Regions from separate parts of the Mus musculus genome. Here region 1 is linked to region 2. A link is a contact called in public HiChIP or PLAC-seq data. All regions are on one chromosome and are shown on one strand. Each heading gives the region's core, a stretch centred on a gene start, on an enhancer-like site or on the middle of the called end of the contact. The rest is flanking DNA. Distances are from core to core; before and after follow the strand shown.

Region 1 (4,316 bases), core at 1,333-3,832, 120 kb before region 2:
GGTGGTGCCACAGGATTTAGTGAGCAGATATTAGAGACGCTGCTAGGCAGACTGCCATGCACAGGACGGCACGGTGACAAAGGATTATGGGTCCAAATGTCATGCGGTGGAGGTGAAGGGAACCTGTGTTCAAGAGAGGGCAAAGCCAGGGGTGCAGATGACTACTCCAAAGGCCATAATGTACCAAACCCCGCTGGCTCTTCTGATGGAATCTCACAAGTTCCTCCCAGAATAATCCCCAGCCACACCCCTCCCCCAAGTCCTCCATGACTTCATCCAGACCCTGGAAGAGCAAGAGCGATACTCTCCTTGTATGCTCACCTCATACATACTATAGCATAAAGAAACCTGGGATGTCCTAGGCCTGTTGCTTGCCTGGAAGCAACAGTCCCTGTCCCTTCAGCTCAGAGGCCTGAGGAGGATCAAAATCCCCACTATCGCCACTATTCCATGTGCACTGTGACTTTCTGCAAGTTTCACGTTTCTCAGTGCCCCAGCCTCCCTGTCTATAAATTTGTAGGTTGTCTGCTGTGTCAATCAAATGAAATAATCTACATAAAAATTAATAGGTAGTACAGGGCTTACTAGCTGCTGTTGTTACATTGGTGTCATCTGATCTGAGTCAATGCTGGGAAAGAGACCTCTATGACACCCCAAGATTTTCATGGGATCTCTTCCTGTTCTTGCCACCTACTGCTACAGTCAGAAGAGCCCTGGCTTACCCTCTTCCAGAGCAGAGAACCCAGGCAGGATGTACTAACTAATCCACTCTCACCACTTTGCCTGTGTATTCCTGATATTCCAAAATGTTTCCTCGTCTGTAAAATAGGACCGATCTGCATACAAGCAAAATCACAGCAGTTCTGACGATGGTGAATCTCAAGTGCTCCCAGAACCCAGGACGTGAGGCCGCCGAGAGGAGGTTTTTGGATAAGGGTAGGAGGCAACCTAAAGGGGAAGGTGAGATGTTGGGAGAGTAAAAGGTAAGGCTCTAATGGAGTTCTGGGGAGAAGAGACTTTGTGGCTTACCCCACTGTGTGCAGGCAAATGTGGAGGCTATCACAGCCCAGGCCCAAACAACCTATGGCCCTGTAATTAGGTCAGAGTCCTGAGGGGTCAGCACACAGCCAGGCCTGGGGCAGGGACAGAAAAGAAGGATCCACAGCTGCAAAAAGTGAGTCGGGGAGAGAGGGAGAAAGCAGAAAGTGTGGAGATGCATCTGGAAGGCCAGCCTCTGGTCTCTGAAAGCATGAAAGAGTAGAGGCTAAGAATAGAGAGGTTGGGGAGGAAAAAGACCAGGAGACTGCACAAAAGCAACGCTTGGGAGATCAATGAAGGGAATGAACCGAGAGAAGAAGGACTTAAGGGAGGGAACCGGCTGTCGAGGTGGAGAATAAATCTCAAAATAAATAAGAGTGATGGAGTTCAGCTGGAAGGACTAGAAATGCAACCACCCAGAGGAGACACCAGTCACTAGGGAGGAGTGGGAGAGTGGAAATTAGAGCTCCCGGTGGTGAGCAGGCCAGGGCGAGCTGGAGTATGGGTCCCTAGGGACCATCAGGAATCAGGGTCTCGGAGGGAGGGCGTTGTCACCTCTTTAACTCAGCGTCTGTTTTGCAGGCCAGGATGCTTGGTTAGGGGCAGATGGCAAAGACATACAGCTGCACGGTCACTTCAGTCACCTGGCTGGCACCCATGCAGCTAAGAAAAAGGAAACAGTCTAGGCAGAAAAGACATCGGGCATTGGGCTAGCTGAATTTGAGCAAGAACGGAAAATCTGGCTTTGCAAGCGTTTCTGGACAGTGGGGGGTGGGGGTGGATTTTATTAGCCTCATGCTAGAGGGCACGAAGTTTAGGCTGGACTGTCTTGTTTGCCTACTCTTTTATTCTGGCTGGAGGCACAGGACTTCCAGAGCTCGCTCCTAAAGAGGAATGACCAGCGTGGCTCTCTTCCCAGGACAACTGACCTTCCACCTGCCAGCAGACTCCCAGCCCCGGGGCAGGGGCTCTGTCCACCTCAATGTTCAGTGATTGTCTCTGAAGCCTCGGTCTGTGCAAAGGGCCTTTCTGGGCAGCCAGCCAGGGGTGGCCACTTGAGAAGCCCGCCTCTACCTTCGCTTGCACCCCCTTCTTTTGAAGCCGGGCTTTCATAGTGTGTGGGGGAAGGGGGGCTAGATGCAGCGAAGTCTGGCCAGGGGAGTGGTGGGGACAGGGTCTAGTCTGCCACGGGTGCCTCGGGGCAGCTGAACCGCCAGGCAAGGAGGGAGCCCGCTCCCCTCCTGGGGGCGCTCCCTTCGCGCGGATCTGGGCTGGGAGGAGGAGAAGGAGCACTCCCCCGGGGGCTTTCCCGCTGCCGGCGACGGGGGAGACGGAGCCTCCGGGCCCCGCAGGCGAGGGAGGGGTGCGGTCGGGGCGGGGGCCGGGCTCCCCGGCTGGCTGCGGGGTCCGGCCCGGCGGCCGCCTGCGGCTCGGCGCTGCTCGGCGCTCCTGCCCGGCGGGCGCTGCATTCTCCGAGTCTCCACCAGAGGCTGCGGGAGGAAGGAAGGGATCCGTCCCTTGCACACTTCCCCCCTAGTCAGACACGCACACTCCCTCGCTCTCTCGCTCCTCCACACACGCGCGCACTCGCCGCCGCGGCTCCCCCTCTCGCTCCCGCTCTCCCTCGGCTCCTCCGAGCGGACGCCAGAGCCGGACCTGGCTGTGATCCTGCCGCTTGCTGGCGTCCCAAGGCGCGGACCAGGGTGCAGTCCGGCCGCTCCCCAAGGTAAGAGCGCGCGGCACCCGCGGGAGGACAACCGATCGCCGCTGGGGAAGGCTGCGGGCCGGGAGGGTGCACGGGCCGGGGAGAGGCGGGCGCGGCGCGGCGCGGGCTCCGGGGCAACAGCTGAAGCGCGCCCATCCCGCGCCCCCTCCCCGGCGGGGAGACAGGGACTTTCCCACGTCCAAACTTTCCCCGGCGCGGAGCCCAGCCCGGCCACCTCCCGGCCCGGGAGTCGCGGTCCCTGTGTCCTGAGCTCCAGGATGCCCCCGAGGCCGGGGAGGAAGGGGGTGTCTGCGCCAGGGGTGTAGGGCCGGAGTGCGGGGAGGGGTGGGGAGATGGAGAATCCAGCCTCTGTACGGGCCGGGACCCCGGCATTCCCGCCGCCCACCCCGCGCCGCCCCGGCTCGGCTCGCAGCCCCTCCCGGAGGCCCGGCGATCGGCGCGGCGGGAGCGTGTGCGCCGCGCGGGTGCGTGTGCGGGTCGAGCCGCGGCGACACGCGCGGCTGCGGCCACCCCTGGGTGGGGTGAGCTGGACAGGCTATGAGGACCCTTGTGGCCCTGCCGACGTGACCCCCTGCTCCCTTCGGCCGTCGGATGGCCGGTGGAGATTGAGAGGTAGCTCTACCCTCTTCATCCGCACACGACTCCGGGGACTCTGTCCCCACCACGGAGAAGGACCGGGCTTCACAGGCTCACGTCCAAAGCACGCGCCACTCGGGACTGACCCTCCGGAGGCCGGGGTGCGGAACCGGGAGGCGTGGACCTTGCGACTGTGAGGGCGTACAGGCTGCGGGACCCTCGATAGACACTATCCCTAACCACGTCTCCCTTGGCTCGGGACCTGACTTCGCCACTTCCGCTGTGGCCTGGTCGGGTCCCTGCCCCAGCTTGGGTGCTGCTGGAGACGACCCTGTAGGGTGCAGCGGGCGGAGCGCAGAGAGAGGCTGGAGTCCCCCGAGGTCTCCCCAAGCCGCAGAGGCACCCCCTGCTGGCGGGCACAGCAGCGACGGCTGAAGCCTGCGGGGCCCGGCCGGTTGAAGGCTTGTCCGGCTCGCGCTGCTAGGAGCCCCCTGCTTTCTCTCCTACCCTTCCTAGTCGGCGGCGGCGTTGGTCGGAGGGTGTGCGTTCCATCTGATGAGCTCCCTGGGTCCCAGAACCAGCAGGAGTGCTCAACTTGGCCAGAGTCTTGATTGTTAGTATTGGCTACTGCCTCTGCTTCTTCTCCTTCTGTCCTGGAAGCCTATCCATTATGTCCTCTGTCCCTCAGAGTATCTCCCACGCTAGCCCACCAGTGCCCACCCTGACTCTTTTTGGGATGTGGGGGCTTGGCCCGTCTCATCCTCAGTGTTGCCACCTTCTTTCACCCTTCTTGCCTCAGTGTCTGTCAGGTCAGAAGGCATCTTCTTCCCCAAGCCAGCCTCTACTCTGCGGCAGCAGGATTCCCGGCTTTTTCCAGTGTTCCCTTAAACACTGCTTGGGATGAAGTGGGGGTGTCTCTGTGATCTTCCTTCACTACAAGAGTACCTGTGCTCCCCAGCAGGTGCTTTACCAAGCT
Region 2 (3,945 bases), core at 1,248-3,747:
GGTCCGACGCCAGCCTCGAGTTACACACTGTCCGCTTCTCCTCCGGTGCAGATAACACAGCTGCGGTGCACACGCAGCACGTGGGCTTCAACCGGCAAGAGCAGGACGTGTTCCTCCTGCCCATCCTCGTTGTGGACAGCGGGCCACCCACCCTGAGCAGCACGGGCACCCTCACCATCCGCATCTGCGGCTGTGACAGCTCCGGTACCATCCAGTCCTGCAACACCACCGCCTTTGTCATGGCTGCCTCCCTCAGCCCCGGCGCACTCATCGCTCTCTTGGTCTGTGTTCTCATCCTGGTTGGTAAGTTCAAGAACCCCGCTCCCCATGACTTGGTGTTCTGCCTGGATAGACCACACCCTGGGAGAGGAGCCCCAGTTCCTCCTACATATGGATAGGCTTCCTAGATACATCTCTAACCTCTACCTGCAGTTCCTGTGGGAAGTCTCTGAAGTGAGGATGGTGGCCAGCTTGGGACAGTTTTGTGCCCCACACACAGCCCAAGACTTCCCAGAGTTTAAAGCCACTTGTATAGCCTGGGCTGGTGACTCCTTCCTATAATCTCAGCACTTGGAAAGCTAAGGCAGGAGAATTGCTGCAAGTGAGAGGCTAGCCTGGGCTATATAGCAAATTCCAGACCAACCTGGACTGTAGAATGACAAACCTTATTAGTAAAAAGAAACATGGAACTGGAGGTGTGGCCTAATTGGTAGAATGCTTACCCAGCATACATGAAGCCCCAGGTTCGATCCTCAGTACTGCATAAACTTGGTGGGATGGTGTAAGGTTGTGATCCCGACATCCCAGAAGTAGAGACAAGAGTATCCAAAGTTAAAGTTATCTTTGGCTATACTGGGAGCTTGAGACCTGGTATGGGGGCCAGGGACACACCAAGCATATTTTAAAAATTCTCTTGTCTACTATTTCCCTTTTTAAAATTGTTGTTCTCCATAAAGAGAAGCATGGCTGTTTGGCTGCATGACCAAGTGTATCAGCCCCTTTCTCAGATGAAGAAACAGAGACTCACAGGTTAAGTGGCTTGGCTAAGAAGACCCAGATGGCCTTCTGACATGAAATTAGCTCTTCTTACTCTGTGTCTCCACCTCTGCTCTGCCACCTGCCATGAAATAAAACTGGGGACAACAACTTAGGGCTCCTGGGACAAAGTCTTGAGACACTGGGGACAATGGCACCAGAAGCCATTTGAACTCCAGTATCGCTGGTGAGAAGAGATGTGAACAGCCTGTGGCTGCTGCCACAGCCAACCAAGTGCTGACTGTAGACAGAACAGCCAGAGTTAGGGGTTCTCCTGGGACCACGCTCACTAGCCCTGCCCAGTCCCCCACGAGATGACACCCCTCCCCTTGTGCTGCTACACCCCTTCAGATCCCCCACAGAGGCCCCGAACAGACTCTGCCCAGCCAGGAGTACAGCCCCTCCTTCCCCACCACAGCCCACAGCTCAGAAACCCTTTTTTTCCAGAGGGTGCACTTTACAGCGGTTTCATTTTCCAAGGCAGTGCAAACAAATTTCTGCCTAATTGCCCACAAACGAAGAAAGTGCACATCAGTGCTCTAAAGGTGACGGGCTGAATCGCTGATCAGGTCTGGCACATCTGTCGCCCGCCGCCCGCAAACCCTACCATCTGCTCTCGTGGGCATCCCCTCCACAGCTCCAGGTCTCCAGCTCCAAATGCCGTCCATCTATCTTCTCTACATCTCTCTTGACACCTTCCTTCCCTCCAGCCCTCCCTCAGGGCCTGTCCCCAGCCCCCACGTCCTTCCCTGTTGTAAGCTACCATGTTAGGTGGTGAGCTCCTACCCTGTGCTGTGGCCCTCACAGCTGGCCCTGACCACAGGCCTGGCTGGATCTGTCTGGAGCAGCAAGAAACATCTAATTGCTGCCACGGCGCTTGGCATGTGTCTGTCCATTCGTGTGTCCATCCACCCATCCAGCAAATCCCTCTCAGGTACTAGGCTGTTTCCACAATAGGATTTACCACTGAGCAAAGTTGTTTGTTTGTTTCTTTAATTCTTTCTTGGGGCTTAAGAGATGGCTCAGCAGTTAAGAACACTGACTACTCTTCCAGAAGACCCGAGTTCAATTCCCAGCACACACGTGGCAGCTCACACCCATCTGTAGCTCCAGTTGCAGGGGATCTGGTTCCTCTTCTGGCCTCCATGAGCGTTGAGCACATACGTGGTACAGAGACATACAGGCAGGCAAAACACCCACACGCACAAAATAAAATGAAATTTAAAATTATTATTGATTTCATACATGTATACAATGTATCTTGATCGTGGCCACCCCCAGGCCCCCAGACCTTTCCTACGTGTATCCTTCCCACCTCAGGTCCTCTTTGTGTCTTCTTTATAGCTCACGGAGTTCCACTAGCGCTGCCAGAGCGTGCACCAGAGCGAGGCCATACACTGGAGCGTGGCTGTGTACTGGGCGTGGTTAGCCCACCAGTGGCCACACCCCTGAATAAAAATGACTCCTTTCAGTTTCCACCAATCAGCCAATGACTTTAGGGTTGAGGGTGGGACCTTGTTGGCCCCTCCCCTATCCTTGCCGGGCTATTGACTGGCTTGACCGTGTGGAGCTCTTCACAGAGCTGTGGGTCCAGAAGCCTGCATTCCCCGGCACCCCTCCCCGCCCTCCAGCTCTGACATTCTTCTTTGCCCCCTTTCCATCACATTCTCTGGGCCTTGGTGGAGGGAGGGGGGTAGTGGGAAAGAGAAAGATTATTTTAACTTTAAACGTATGGAGTTTGAGGTTCTCTTGGTCAACCGAGGGGACTGGAAGTTGAATGTACCTGGATTTCAGGGGTGAAAGATGCTGGAGTTATTGGCGGAGGGAAGCTAAAGCCACGGCGTGCAGAAGAGTGCCAAAAGAGGGAATGTTATAAGGGAGTAGGTCCTTGGGAGCTGGGGAAGCAGGAAGGAGAACCTGGCTGGATGACAGAATACAGTGTTAGGAAGGAGGGAGGAGGAGGAGGAGAGAAACAGGAAGTCCTGAAGGCAGATGAAGAAAGACAGAAGCACAGAGAGTAGGTCATTCATTCACTACCCCCCTCAGTTGGGTCTCCAGGCAACTCTTCATTCATTCATTCATTCATTCATTCACTCCATTCAGCAAGCACACATCCCGTGCTTTTCCATGCCAGGCATGAGGCTAGGGAGACATTTTCCAGGCCCCAGAGGATATTCACTGGGGTTAACTTGGCAAGACCCAGCCTGTGGCTGAGATAAGAAAAGGGAAGTCCCAGAGGCAGATCTAGGACCCACTGAGGACCCACAGTTGTCAAGGATTCCCTGCAGCTGCTACTGGTGACGAGGCCACACCGAGAACCAATGGAATCCTTCCCGTGGGGACCTGGAGTGGGGTCGCCTGGGTAGAAATCTCACAGAGAGAACCCTGAGGGTCCTGATCTGAGACAAGAAATAGGAAGCACAGACGTCCGGGGGGGGGGAGGGGCGACGGGGGACAGAGGAGGGCAGGGACAGAGGGTTTCGTCCTTCTTGGGCCTGGTGCCTTCACCCTTCCAGCGCCTAGAACTGAGGATGGAGACTCAAGGGTTAATTCTGGCCCTCAAATTGGGTGACAATCCTTAGCACCGCTCTGCATCACTGAAGCTCAGCCGTCAGGTTGGGGGCTGGAGGGGGGTCCAGGCAGTACCCTACGCTGGGCTCAGCCCTCACTCTGTGTCCCTATGTCTCCTATCCCACCCCACCCCACCCCCACAGTTCTTGCTCTGCTGATCCTCACTCTCAGGCGGCACCACAAGAGCCATCTGAGCTCAGACGTGGATGAAGACATGCGGGACAATGTGATCAAATACAACGACGAGGGCGGCGGCGAGCAGGACACCGAGGCCTATGACATGTCAGCGCTACGGAGCCTCTACGATTTTGGGGAGCTCAAGGGTGGCGACCCGGGCGG

Evidence for each region. HiChIP or PLAC-seq counts read pairs in DNA pulled down with a chosen protein or histone mark.
Region 1: an H3K4me3 HiChIP or PLAC-seq map of neural tube shows a contact between it and region 2, with 4 times the contacts expected there. The contact joins the promoter of Cdh22 here to the enhancer-like site in region 2. A contact is called at or near these places in 4 of 39 promoter capture datasets (embryonic stem cells, frontonasal cranial neural crest, maxillary cranial neural crest and 1 more), 24 of 484 Hi-C or Micro-C datasets (the N1E-115 cell line, bone marrow-derived macrophages, cardiomyocytes and 8 more), 18 of 115 datasets of contacts at active chromatin or transcription factors (SST interneurons, VIP interneurons, craniofacial prominence and 11 more) and 3 of 9 other capture datasets (adipose tissue, embryonic stem cells and pancreatic islet).

Annotation. Positions count from the first base shown.
Region 1 is chr2:165,233,003-165,237,318 of GRCm38.p6, reverse strand. It overlaps Cdh22 (cadherin 22), which reads left to right and starts at 2,582. Exons shown (of 12, transcript NM_174988.3): 1 at 2,582-2,764.
Region 2 is chr2:165,112,498-165,116,442 of GRCm38.p6, reverse strand. Cdh22 (cadherin 22) reads left to right here. Exons shown (of 12, transcript NM_174988.3): 11 at 52-303; 12 at 3,750-3,945. Among named protein-coding and RNA genes, the nearest start is that of Gm36690, 8.8 kb to the right of the region's middle. Within about 2 kb of position 2,497, at least 33 of the 459 cell types and tissues checked have an H3K27ac peak or open chromatin away from gene starts, as enhancers often do. A contact at or near this core is called in cerebral cortex, embryonic basal ganglia, embryonic limb bud and 2 more, where this site is marked.